Regions from separate parts of the Mus musculus genome. Here all the other regions are linked to region 4. The links are chromatin contacts, called in public Hi-C, HiChIP or PLAC-seq and promoter capture Hi-C maps. All regions are on one chromosome and are shown on one strand. Each heading gives the region's core, a stretch centred on a gene start, on an enhancer-like site or on the middle of the called end of the contact. The rest is flanking DNA. Distances are from core to core; before and after follow the strand shown. Region 1 holds the start of Mettl21a (methyltransferase like 21A). Region 2 holds the start of Creb1 (cAMP responsive element binding protein 1). Region 3 has its middle 160 kb from the start of Icos. Region 4 holds the start of Ino80dos (INO80 complex subunit D, opposite strand).

What was found. Promoter capture Hi-C pulls out the DNA fragments that hold promoters and counts their contacts. A called contact is a pair of places that touch in the nucleus more often than the background predicts. HiChIP or PLAC-seq counts read pairs in DNA pulled down with a chosen protein or histone mark.
Region 1: a contact with region 4 is called in a promoter capture Hi-C map of cranial neural crest. The contact joins the promoter of Mettl21a here to the promoter of Ino80dos in region 4. A contact is called at or near these places in 3 of 39 promoter capture datasets (cranial neural crest and liver) and 2 of 115 datasets of contacts at active chromatin or transcription factors (astrocytes and pancreatic cancer cells).
Region 2: a Hi-C map of B cells shows a contact between it and region 4, with 7 read pairs. The contact joins the promoter of Creb1 here to the promoter of Ino80dos in region 4. A contact is called at or near these places in 4 of 39 promoter capture datasets (the HPC-7 cell line, hematopoietic stem and progenitor cells, liver and 1 more), 3 of 484 Hi-C or Micro-C datasets (B cells, CD8 T cells and muscle stem cells), 6 of 115 datasets of contacts at active chromatin or transcription factors (acute myeloid leukemia, astrocytes, extraembryonic endoderm stem cells and 3 more) and 1 of 9 other capture datasets (adipose tissue).
Region 3: a contact with region 4 is called in an H3K27ac HiChIP or PLAC-seq map of thymic regulatory T cells, with 11 times the contacts expected there. The contact joins the enhancer-like site here to the promoter of Ino80dos in region 4. A contact is called at or near these places in 8 of 39 promoter capture datasets (the 3T3-L1 cell line, cranial neural crest, frontonasal cranial neural crest and 4 more), 2 of 484 Hi-C or Micro-C datasets (CD4 T cells and regulatory T cells), 7 of 115 datasets of contacts at active chromatin or transcription factors (astrocytes, embryonic forebrain, embryonic midbrain and 4 more) and 3 of 9 other capture datasets (adipose tissue, embryonic stem cells and liver).

Annotation. Positions count from the first base shown.
Region 1 is chr1:64,615,994-64,619,341 of GRCm38.p6, reverse strand. It overlaps Mettl21a (methyltransferase like 21A), which reads left to right and starts at 1,578. Exons shown (of 3, transcript NM_025964.4): 1 at 1,578-3,069. The coding sequence starts at 2,923.
Region 2 is chr1:64,531,491-64,534,712 of GRCm38.p6, reverse strand. It overlaps Creb1 (cAMP responsive element binding protein 1), which reads right to left and starts at 1,909. Exons shown (of 9, transcript NM_009952.2): 1 at 1,693-1,909.
Region 3 is chr1:61,134,878-61,137,840 of GRCm38.p6, reverse strand. No RefSeq gene overlaps it. Among named protein-coding and RNA genes, the nearest start is that of Icos, 160 kb to the right of the region's middle. Within about 2 kb of position 1,705, at least 32 of the 459 cell types and tissues checked have an H3K27ac peak or open chromatin away from gene starts, as enhancers often do. A contact at or near this core is called in regulatory T cells and thymic regulatory T cells, where this site is marked.
Region 4 is chr1:63,113,146-63,116,172 of GRCm38.p6, reverse strand. Ino80dos (INO80 complex subunit D, opposite strand) reads right to left here and starts at 1,702. Exons shown (of 4, transcript NR_045915.1): 1 at 1,629-1,702. Ino80d (INO80 complex subunit D) reads left to right here and starts at 1,906. Exons shown (of 12, transcript NM_001114609.1): 1 at 1,906-1,962.

The DNA.
Region 1 (3,348 bases), core at 329-2,828, 1.5 Mb before region 4:
AAACATGTACCTCATTAATTTTGTATGAATCTTTTGAGGGCACATACATGTTTACGGTATGTGTGCTTTGTGCATACAGGGGACTGAAGAGGACACTGGGTCCGTGGCACTTAGGTGGAGTCTTGGATTTTTGTAAGCCATCATGTGGGTGCTGGGTTCTGATCCTGCATCCTTTGCAAGAGCAAAAGGCGCTCTCAACCACTAAGTCATTTCTCCAGCCCCTCTACCTCACTCACATTGGAAGTCTCCCAAGTTGTTAGCACCCCCCGTTGTGGTACCACCTAAGCAATGCTGCAGCACGCTCTGTTCTCCACGATTACAAAGGTTTCTTTCTCACTCCTGTTTCAGTTGTGAAGCTCCAACCGGGGACCTGGTGCTAAAGAGAGCCTGGATGTTAAGACACAAGCCTTGGCTAGGCATGGTGACACACAACCTGTAATCTCAGCACTTGCCAGTCTGGGGCAGGTGCATCTGAGTTTGAAGCCAACCTGGTACATATATAGTGAGTTCCTGGGCAGACAAGGCTATGTAGAGAAGAGAGATCCTGTTTTAAACTAAACCAAACCAAAGCCCTGGGATAGTGAGAAAGGAGCAACTACCCAGCTGCGAGGGGCTCTTTCACCCACGTTCTGATGGTAAGAACAATTTGTATGGTCAAGTATGAACTAAGGATAGGAAAATCCCTGGGCATATTAAAGACAGCCATATAGCAGGCTGAGCACTTAAATATGTACTCTATCAAATGCTCATTACTCTCTCCCCCAAGGATTAAACAAGTCTTTCTTCTCAGATATTTAGAGGCTCACCAGTGGTTTCTGTTTGTGCTCTCTTTAATGTCTACACTGCTATAGATGTTGATTTTCCTAAGCGGATGTGTGCCCTTTCTAAGCAAGTCGGCAATAATTACAACTCTGGGAGCTAGGAGGGGCAAAAGGAACACGGTAAGTAAATGTAATGTTGCAAATGCTCTTGTTGGCAGTGTGCTGGAGAGCTTGGGGGAAGTTTTAAAGTCATATACATATGTATGCAATCCTCCCCTGTGTGTGTATACATTTTCAGTGGAAAGATGGAGAATAGGGAGACAGAATGGTTAGCTAGATCCCAGGAATCTGGGGAGGTCAACCCATTTACATTTTTGAATGTTTTTCTGACCCAAAGTCTACACTTTCCTGTGCCTAGTTTAGGTCCCCAAAAGAAAGAAATAAAACAGAAAACACACGGAAGAAAGGTATTTCTTCTTCTAGTAACTACATATCAACGTGGTGTGGTCTTTTCACTTGTGCGTATTCACTGATGAAATCGGATTAGCTCTCTCTAGCGCAAAAACGTGAGCTTTAATAAGAAAAGGAAAAGGGGAAGCTGAGAAGCCGAGATAGCACAAAGCCATGGAGCAAGTAAGGAGAAAACTTACTAAGAGAAAAAACGGAGGAAGAAAAGACCCAAACAGGAAACTCAGTAACTTGAGGAAAGGGCTCTTACTGGTCCCCAGTTTACTGCAGGCCACTTGTCCCCAGTCTCCCGCAGCTGGTGCTGGAATGTGGAGGTCAGGCGCGCCCCCTGCCGGCCGGGAGAGGCGAGGGCGGTCGCGGCTCGGCAGGGTCCGGCACGCGGAGACCCTTGGGTGGCCAGGTCCGGGGATGGAGTTTGCAGCCGAGGCTGCCGGCCAGGATTTAGAAAGGCGTCCATTTCGGCCAGCAGAGTGGCGGCGTGGAGCGACGCGAGCGCCCGAGCGCATGTGGTCGGGCTCAAAACCCGGCCTGGGCGTCGCACGCCCACTCCCCAGCCGCGCCGTGGTTAGGGATGCTCGGTAGTGTTCTCTCCCACTTCACTGCCACCAAACGCGGTGACTACGTTTAGTTCTCTACTTCGCTACGCATCCTTGGGCGCCAACGTCGCCGACTAACTGTCCACTTTAAGGTCGGCCTTTCTCCCATGCAAGGCACCCCACGCCCCTGTGCACTCGCCCTCCCTGGCGCCCCAAAACCGTAGGGCCTCACAGGAACTACACAGCACGGGCCAGGGGAAAGCGGCGGTACCGGGGAAGGGGACCGGAAACCCGCGTCTCTCTTCCCGGAACCAGCTTCCACCGCCTTCTGCCAATCCAGCCTTTTAAGGAGGAGCTCCGCACAGCGACTGGGCAAGGCTGTGCGCTTGCGCGGCTCGGGTACCCTCCCGGAACCGTGAGTATCTACGTGGAGGCACTGCAGGGTGGCCAGCGGGCTGTGTGGGCGCCAAGCCTCCACCCGAGGGTCCGAAAGGAGTCTCTGCAGAGCCCTGCTCCCACCATGCTGGGTTCCCGGGACTCTTTCGTGGGCGCGAGGGAAGCGCATCTGTGGCCCCCGGGTGTCGTGCGGGACGTGCTTTTTGTCCCGCGGGTTGTCCGCCAGTATTGTCCGCTCCAGCCCCCAGGGTGACTCCATCCACTCTGCCGTAGGGAGCCTTCTAGGGTCAAAAGGCAGGGCGAACCCTTAGGATTTAGCAGAAGTACGCATTTGGCTCCTTTGTCCTAGCTGAACATGAGGATGTAGGTTGGCGGACCAAACAAACAAAAATGTGGGAGCTGGGTCCAGACAGATCAGGTGCCCAGGGCCGTCACTGTCACTTCGTGTACCGTTCTTTATGTAATGCCCAAGTAGTAACAGGAGCCTGTAGGGTGCCACAGTAGTTAGAGATTTCTAGGCGTTTCCTCCTCAGAGTTATTAGTTGACACCAATTCAGAGCCAATTTTCACTTCCCTCAAGTCTCGGAGGAAAAGCTGTTGAAGAAATTGGATGCACCTCAGTCTATTTCTTAGTTTGAACTTGTAATAACGTCAACAGCTTTTCCAAGTTACTTAAGTAAGATACAGCACTCAACTTCTGACTCTGGTGACACTCAGGATTCTTTTTGCATGACAGGTCTCAGCAGAGATAGACAGAAGAAATGGCCCTGGTACCCTATGAGGAGAGCGCGGCAATAGGGCTCCAGAAATTCCATAAGCCTCTCGCCACCTTCTCTTTTGCGAACCACACCATCCAGATCCGTCAGGACTGGAGGCAACTGGGAGTTGCTGCAGTGGTGTGGGATGCGGTAAGTCAGCACTGCAGGGCCTTTGAAAACATCCACAGTTGCAAGACTGTATTCTAAAAAGGAAATTGATGGCTTTATTGAGATATGATTCATATATAGTCTCCACCAATGTAAAGTCTGCAAAAACACTGGGTGGTTCAGCACATCCATGGTAGTACACCCATTACATTATTTACAGTTTTTCATGGTCCCTGCATCTCCTTGCCCACCAGGCATTCCCTTTGCCCCCTTACATACATTGCACTTTGCAAAGCTGAGGGAAGTGAAATGACTTAGTTA
Region 2 (3,222 bases), core at 660-3,159, 1.4 Mb before region 4:
AAGCCTTGTATGGACCAATCACAATTCAATGGTACAGTAACTGGTTGTATTGTAAAAGAAACAAGCAACCCCCCCCCCCAAATATATAAAAAACTGTGCACCTTTCAAATCAACTAAAATTTTGGGCTTTGCTTTTCAATTGGGAAATGATCATCAGGGCACAAGATTTCAATAGATGGCCCAAAGGTATTTTGTGCTAGATCTTTTGAAGGCAGATGTGGTGCAAAACTGAGGCTAGGATCAAACTCTTAACTTTGAGAAGATATGGCAGGTTTAAATAGGTCATACTGCAATGCCCTTTAAAAATGTCTTTGGATCTTTAAGGTGTCAATGACTTTTGACAGTCCCCTTTGCAGATGTTCTAGGTGAAGGAAAAAAAGGAACACCACAACCCCTGCTGGCTTAAACTGCCATCAACCTCAGGCTGGGATTACCTACGGCAATATACAAATAATGGATAGTTTCAATAACTATTTTTAGAGTGAGAATTATATCAATCCTCCATTAAAGTTCAGACAGAAGCGTGTGAGGAGCATGGCAGAGGCTAAGGGGAGATACGGATGACTCAAAAAACCTTGGCAAGACTGCCTCCCTTCAAATGACAGAAAACGAAAAGTACCTTCGCTAATACTAATTTCCCCTTCGATAATTTCTAAGGGTTTCAGAATGATTGACCTCAAGTGATCATTATCTTAGTGGAAAGGGTTAAAACCGAAACTGTTTTCAAGCACCAGCTTCCCTTTTACAAGATCCCAACAGTTTCTGCAAAAAGTTATTACATGTATGTTTTCTTAGCACCTCTTTCCTTCCCAAAAGAATGCATTCCCAGGACTACTGATTCGTTCTTCATCTTCAAAGCCGAGGGGTGAGGGAAATAGTAAAAAAAAAACAAAAAACAAAAACAAACCAAACAAAACAAAAACAAAAAACCCCAAACCCTTAAAACAGCCTAGGGCAGAAAACAGCATTTTCTCCGACCGCGTGGGAGCCGGGGAGAGGGGCAAGAATAAAATACAGCACCAGAGAAAACCTTGGGTTTCGAACTTTATTGCACAAAGAGCGCTGTAGAGGAAAGCAGGTCGGACGTTGCGGCTCGCCGAGCGGGCACCGCCGCGAAGGCGGCAGCACCTTCACCTCCTCTGCCCTCAACTGTCTCCTTCTTCTTCCTCCTCCTCCACCCCCCACGGGCACCCAGGCGGCGGCCCGGGCGGCCAGCCCGGCACAGCCGGGGCGAGCGAGCGTGCGAGCAGGCGGGCGGCGGCGGCGAGGAACGGGGGGCGGCGGCGGGCGGCCTCCCCCGGGGCGGCTCCGCTCCGCGCCGGCTCCGGCTCCGCGCCCGGCACGGCCGGGCCCGGCCCGGCCCGGCGGCGGGAACGCGGGCGCCAGCTTGCCGCGGCCGGCCGCCCGCTCGCTCGCACCCCGCCCCGGCCCGGCCGCCCCCCGCCATGAGCGCCGCCGCTGGCTGCAGGCAGAGTCGCTGCCGCCCGGCCGCCGCTGGCTCCAGTCCGCCGCCATTATTCTTTGTTCGCTGCGAGCGGCGGCGGTGTTGTGGGGCTCGGGCGGAGGCTCCATCTTTACCGCGGCCCCTCCTGCGAGGGGAAGGCCCCGAGCGCGGGTGTCCGGCGCCTCCCCGGCCCCCCTCTGTCCCCCCGGCTCTCTCCGGCTCCTGCCTCCTCCTCCTGCTCCTCTTACCGGTGGTACAAGCTCCTCCGTCACTGCTTTCGTTCGCGGCCCGGATCTCGCTGGAGTTTTATTCTCTCCCCCACGTAACACACCGCGTCAAACTACACCTCCGCCGCGTCACTCACCAACACTCCGCTTCTCCCAGCCGCCCGGGCCACAGGCAGCAGCAGCCGCCGCCGACTGAGGAGCCGCAGCCAGGGAGCCAGCCAGCGCCGCCCAGTGCCGAGTGCGCAGCGGCCACTCACGGAAACAGCCGAGCTCGACCCGGAGCCGCTCGACAGGCCCCGCCCCCGCGCTACTGGCGGAACCTGCCGAAGGCCTTCGGCTACTTCCCGGCGCTGCGAAGGGGTTGACCGGGGAAGCTGGTGTAGGCGGTTTGAGACCCGCTCTGGAGGCACGATCCGAGCCTCACTGTGGCGGGTGGAGGCTTCGGACGCCAGCTGAGGAGATTTGGAGGAAGCGGGGTTTGTGTGTAGCCAGATTTGGGGTGGTGTGGGGATTCCCGGGGTGGCGGGGACTTGCTGGAAACCCCCGCGCGGTCTGATCCTGCGGCGGAAGCAGACCGCCCGGGAACTTTGACGCGCCGCGAGGGCCCAGAGCCGCGCGGACGGCGCTGGAAGGTTGGAGACGCCGGCTACCGGCCAGGGGAGTCTGCCGGGCCGGAGCTGGTTCTTTGCTGGGAAGAAAGCTATGGCACAGGTGGCATGTGGGGATTCAGCTCCGCTTTGCGGCCAGCCAGAGCCCCTAGGTACTGGGTACCGTCCTCCCTCTGAGGCTGGAGAAATGATCAGCCATGCTGCTCTCAACACTTGAAACAGATCCCCACCCTACCTGCCCGCGACATCCTGTGCTGACTTTTCTCAGCCCTTTCTGCAGCGGTGGCACGCTGCTGCGGCGTGGCTTCCACCGTTTGCACCCCAGAACTTGACAGTGTGACTTCCGTAGCCTCAAAGCTACCGCAACTGCTCTCTGAGTTGCCCCTAACCGCCAGTTCTTCACCTTTTGTTGTTGTGCCGTTCAGCCCTCTTCCTATAGTTTTGTTCCTGCTGGACGCCAGCCCTTGTTGACGTTTTATAACACTGAGCTTGCCTTCATTCCGTGTGTCCTAGCCGTTCCCGCTTTCCCAAGGACATTATACTGAAGAGTAGCTTAATTTTCTTTTGTTTCTAACCAGAACTTTTAGCATGCTAACGTCTCTTCCTCTCTTTAAGAAGACTCTTGTGGCATTGGTGAGATGAATAAAGGCCCTTGCCACCAAGCCAGATAATCTAAGGTCAATTTCGAGAACCCACGTGGTAGAAGGAGAGAACCAGCTCCCATAAGTTGTCCTTTGACCTCAGCACTTACATCACAGTAGTATGTGTGGGCAATAAATAAAATATAGAAACTTCCTCCTTAAGCTCCTTTCCGAGTTCCACCTGTCTTTTACTGTCTCTCTCCATTTGCAGTGGCTCTGAATTGTCACAGTCTTCCTGTCTATGTAGTTTTGCATCTTGCATTTTCAAGACCATCCTAGCATTTGATGCTGTTTGACTCTTC
Region 3 (2,963 bases), core at 456-2,955, 2.0 Mb after region 4:
CTTAGCCTCAGAGACATGAGGCTTTTCAAATGTTGGTCTTTGTTTTATCTACAAATAGTTAAACAAAACAAATGGCTTCTTATGACTGAGTCCCAGTGGCTTCCACCCCTGTCTTAGGGTCTAGTATCTCTGCCTCCCACGGTTTGGTTTCTCTGTTTCTCACTTTCTCTTCCCGCCTCCTTTTTCCTGCCTTACTCTTGATCTCTGAGCTCTAATGAGGCACAGTCAGAGGAAAATATTCAACCTCTTTAAGAAGTTTGGATACTCAACATTGTAAATCTTCTTAAGAAATTGAACAATAAGAATATTTTATTTCATGGTGAAAGCATGAAATAAACACATACAGATTTTTCCCTCAATAAGCTTTTCCCCATCAGTTTTTGCTATGAGCCACCACACACACACACACACACACACACACACACACACACACACACCACTCTACTGATGGTTTCGGTATGCGTAGTAGAGCCTCCTTTAGCTAATGACTGTGAAAAAAAATAACATAATATTTTAGTGATGTTTCCTGAAATGGAACTATAAAAGACCTACTGTGTACTTCAAGGCTCTGATTTTTGGAGTTTGTTTTACCTTTGTTGGTTTTTGAGGGGAGGGTGTTGGCCATTGAACAAATAAACAAACCACTACATTCATCAAATGTTTCTTTGCACTACTACACTACATAAACATGTCAATAAATCCTCACCAGCTAAACTCCCACTATGTTAGAAAATATTTACACAGGGTGTGAAGTGTGGGATCAGGTCTGGTGGTGGTGGTAGAGATGCGGAAGGCATTTAAAAGGGACAAGGGCAAGGTGGGAAGATGGCTCAGTCAGCAGGTGCTTGCTTGCAAGGTTGAGGACTTGAATCGGATCTCCAGAACCCATGTAGAGGACAGGGTCTGGATGGGACAGAAAGGCACATTCTTCAGCCATTCTCCAATTTGTAAGACAATCTGTGAGAGTTTGTCAGGAGCCCTATAGTCTTTGAGTTTCTGTTTGTTTCTTTATCAAATGAAGAAGATATGTTAATAACCATGATGATTAATTGATTAATTTCAGATATTAAAATAACACTCAACTTCATTTAAGTAACTAATTTTCATTTTCTATAGATTTCCTGCTTAAACAACAGATTCCTGTGTCTGCTGTTTGGCCCTGATATGTTCCCAAGAGCAGGGCCTTGTCTAAATAATACACCAGGATTCAGCCAGAAAAGAAAATGCACATATGTTCAATGAAAATTGAGCTTCATGGGACATTTAAAGGAGAGAGTAAATTTTAATTTAATGTATACGCTAATCTTATTATAGTTAATGTTCATGGAACACTTTTCAAGAGACCTCACAGTTATAGTCATGCGTTATTTAGGAACAGGGCTGTATTCTAAGAAATTGGTTGCTAGGCAATTTTGTCATTGTGTGAACAGCACTTAGTGTATTTACACAAACCTAGGAGGTGTGAGTCAGTCATTCACGTTGACGTATTGATTTGAAGGAGAGCTGCAGTAAGCTAACCCTTACCCCTAGTCCTTTTGTGGACTAAAGGGAACTCAGATACTGGGCTAGTAGGAATGTAAACTAATCCAGTCACTATGGAAATCAGAATAGGGGGTCCTCAAAAAACTAAAGCTAAATCAAGCACATGACTCAGCCACACCACTTCTGAGTGTTTACCCAAAGTCTCTACGTCGATCATCACAGAGATACTTAGCCCAGCCATGCTAGCACTAGCACTAGGTGAACTAGGGCAGTCACAGAACCAACCATGGGGTCCAGCAGCAAAAGAGTGGGAAAGAAAATGTGGTCCACAGACAATATGGATTTTTTTCCAGCCATAAAAAAAAGAATGGAGTTATCTCATTTGCAACAAGAGATAACAATAGTAAGCAAATTAAGACGGTTCCAGAAAGACAAATACCATGTTTTCTCTCACTTGTGGCTTGTAGATTATAACATAGATACATTAAAGCCTGCACATGTATCTGCACTGAAAGCAAAAATGAAACTGTCTCAAAGAACAAAAGAGACTGACAGGAGGGGGAGGAAGCAAGGAGAAGGGGGAGGAGGGAGAATTTGCATAACAAGCAATATATGCTTGTATGAAAATGTCCTTACGTAACACAGTACCACATGCAGTTAATACACACAGCAAAACTTTTTTCTTTAATTTGAGATACAGTAACTGTGAGATGTGAGCATGCAGCTGCTCACAGCATAATAGGCCGCACTGCTTTACAGGAACCCTGAAAATGAGGGTCTAAATGAGTAACAGCATCATATAGTAGATGCAGAAGCTAACAGAGTGGTTAGCTCATCACGCTGCATTGCTGCATTTTCTGATTGGTGCTGTGGTGGGTGGTAGCTTTGTTTCCACCAGCATCTCTTCAGTCACGTGATCTGACATCAATGGGAGATGGGAATTTCTTCCATTTCACTACCATTGTATGGAGTCTCTTCACCTATGTGGTCCACCGTTGACCAAAAATGTCATTTTCAACACTGACCTATCTCCGTTTTCCCCAGAGATTCTACGATTTATCACTTCATCTTTATCATGGTAACAACAGCTTTTCCAGATTTCCTCTCCCTTAACCAGCCAATGATGGCAAATAGTGTTTGTTCTCATATGGCTCCTCAGTTTCCACATGGAGTAAGCACTCTCGGTCCTCAGTGTGTAAAGACTGGAGAAACCCATGCAGGGCCAAACTGTTCATCGGGTCTGTTCACCAGTGAGAGGAAACAAGATCTTGCTTGTATCCCACTGAAAGCTCAGGGTGGGATAAAAGAGATAATTCTTGGACCAGGGAGTGTTCTTTTTTATCATTTTTTTCTATGTGCACTGGTGTTTTGCCTCAATGTGTGTCTGTGTGAGGGTGTTGGATCCCCTGGAACTGGAGCTATAGACAGCTGTAGCTGCCATGTGGGTGCTGGGAATTGCTCTGTAACATCTAAGCCATTGC
Region 4 (3,027 bases), core at 453-2,952:
AGTTATAACTCAGAAATAGGCATTTTAAACATCAATTACACCTAAAATGCTTTGCAATGAATTTTAAATGAGCATCCCTAATTCCCTTGCAACATACAAAAAGCCTGGCTAGTTCCTACTTCTCCTAACACCTCCGCCATGGACATGTCAGGCTGCAGCAGCAGCTGGCTGTCTCCATGCCTGGTGCACTTTTTCTTTGATCCTGTTTATGTGCTAAAGTTTGTTCATTAAAAAAAAAAAAAAGAAAGAAAGAAAGGGAGGAGATTCTGGGGCTGGACAAATGGCTCAGTGGTTAAGAGCACTGGCTGATCTTCCAGAGGACCCAGCTCAAGTGCCACATGGCAGCTCACAACTGTCTGTAAGTCCAGTTCTTGGGCATCTAAAACCCTCACACAGCCATACACGCAGGCAAAACACCAATGTACATAAAACAAAAAATCACTTAAAAAAAGTAAACCTATTACATCTTTGCAATGTACAAAGTCGCTCAACAGGCTGACACTACACCGGAAGTTCTGAACATTCCAACACTAGGGAAGAGAAGCCTACCCCTCAATTCTGTGTTCCAAGAAGCAGGCAGCAAAGTATGCAATGTACCAAAGGCCTAGACATTCATCAATCTATGCAAACTAAAAGAAAATAACAGAAATGGAATTCTAGATATAATTCTTAATAAATAATTTTACTTGAAGAAAATCCAAGGCATCTTTCAATCTGTTGCTAGGTTTATAGGAGTCATCTTTCTTCTTGGGCTGATAGATGAACTGGCTTGCTCAGCTGTCCTGAGAGTTTAAATACACACTACTTCTATTTGCACCGTGAAAAATAAACAGCTGTATTATGCCTTTCTGGGCAGTCAATAGGTTTTACTTACATTGCTCTGAGAGAAGACAAAAGCCATCTCTTTACAATTGACTCTCAGCAGCCTCAGTTCCTCAGATACCAAAACCACAAAATCTTACCTCTAATACATGAAACCATAAGTACGAATACATACAACATAAACGAGCATTAAATAAAGACAATACCGTGACCTCTAAGTCTCTCAAGTGCCAATTTACAGACTGGCCACCAGATACAGAACTTGGACCTGCCATAGAGAAAAATCATTATTAGCCTGAAAAAAAGAAAAAAAAATAGAAAAAAAAAAGTAAGCTGCCACTGTCACCCTTATGGAAAAAGTTAACATGGAAAACAATAATATCGTAAAACCTGTGTCTTGTAAAGATTTCTTTCCATCAGAAGGTGCAGAAACATTCCCCACCACGGAGCACACGACCTCCTTTCTGTTTCTTCCCTGCTTTTTCTCAAGTATGGGCTTTTTTCCAGCGATGAGAGGTAGAAATTTGGACTTTATCTGGCTGGAGCCGGTGCACTTCTCCCCTTGGCCCCTCTCTCCTCTGCCTCCAAGATGGTAGGAAAGTTGTCGTTTCGGAGGGCAGAGGAACTGCTCTGTGGTGTTATGTCCTCGCGGTGCCTGTAGTGGTGCTGTAGGAGGCTGCTGCCTCTTCTAGTGCAGGCGGGCAGCCCTGCCTTCTTGGCTGGAGAGTATATTCAGGGATTTCCCCTTAATGATCACCGACCCTGGGAGCACTTTTTAGTTTCCAAAATAAAAATATGATCCTCACCCCTCGTGTTAGACAGGGAAAGACTCTTGCCGAAGCCCAGGGAGGGAGCAGTAGCAGCCGAGCTCCCTAAGTCCACTGCCAGCGCCTCTCTGATCTGTCAGCCTAGGCGAGGGAGGGGGGGTTGAGGGGGAGGAAGGAGGAAAAAAAAATTAAAAAAAAAAAAAAAAAAAAAAGCAGCTGAAAGGTAAGCAGAGGCGGCCCCAGGCCCGGCCCACATCCCCGGGCTCCCGTAGGGCGGCGGGCTGGGCCGCGTAGGCAGGGCGGGCGGCGAGCGCGCTTACGTGAGGCCGGGGATTCGCCGGCCCACGCCAGGCCGCGGGCGGAGAATGAAAGGGTGAGTGGGGCCGGCGCTGGGGTGGCGGGGGATGGGGCACCGGGGGCCTCGGGGACGCCCGCGGGCAGCGTCGGCGGGGGTTCCGGCGGCGGCCTGAGCGCGGCGAGCGGCGCGGCCTGCGCGGGCCGGGCCCCAGGAGTGCTGCGGAAGGGGGGGCGCCCTAGGCCTCGGGCCCCGCGGCGGCCGCGCCCTGCCCCCGCGCCACAGGCCTCCCGCGCCCCTGGGGTCCCCCGGGGCCTCGGGGCGGGCGGGCGGGCTGCATCCTGCGCCGGCCCCAAGCTCTCCCGCGGGACGGAGGGCTGGGCGGCGGGGACCGGGGCGACGGGGCCTCGGAGTGGGGACCGTGCGGCAGCACCCCGTCCCCGGGCATCGCGCAGACGGGGCCCCCCGGATTCCGGTAACTGTTGGGTTTGTTTATCCCCCCCGCTCCACGGCGCTCTGGGCGGCCTGGCCGGGGCGGGGCGGGCGGCCTGGCGGGCGTGGGGTGGAGGGGCGGCGAGGAGTCAGGTGCAGCCGCGGCCCGGAAAGTTTCCTTTTAGGCCCGAATTGGAGGCCGCCTTCTCTCCGGGGAGCCCCGGTCCTAGCGCCCGGGACCCCCGAGGGCTTCGGGGGGCGAGCACTCGGCTGGCTCGAAACTCTTTGCCAGTTCCTGTCCGTTCAAGGTACTCCGCCCCTGCACCCCTCGCCCGCGCCGCGCCCCACCCCGCTCCCCGCGATCCCCGACGGGGCTGCCAACTCCAGCCCATTCCCCAAGAGCTCCAGGGCCCGGGGAGAAGCCGTCTCTTCCGGTTTGGAAAAGTTTTCAAGGGGTTTTTCTTAGCTTTATTAGTTAGTGACTGGGCTTTCGGGGGTGGGGAAGGGAGGAGGTAGATTCAGGTGCTGTTTCTATTGCAAAGTCAGGGTCCATCGGCCTCCCCTCCTCCCCCCTTTTTAAAAAACCCAGCACCCCACCAAGGAGCTGTGGGGGTGCTACTTGTGTCTTTATTACTACCCCCACCTTCTCTCCCGGACTCCTTTGGGTCCTCAGTCTCCCTCTCTGGACAGCTCCGGCAGGAAGGTAGTTAA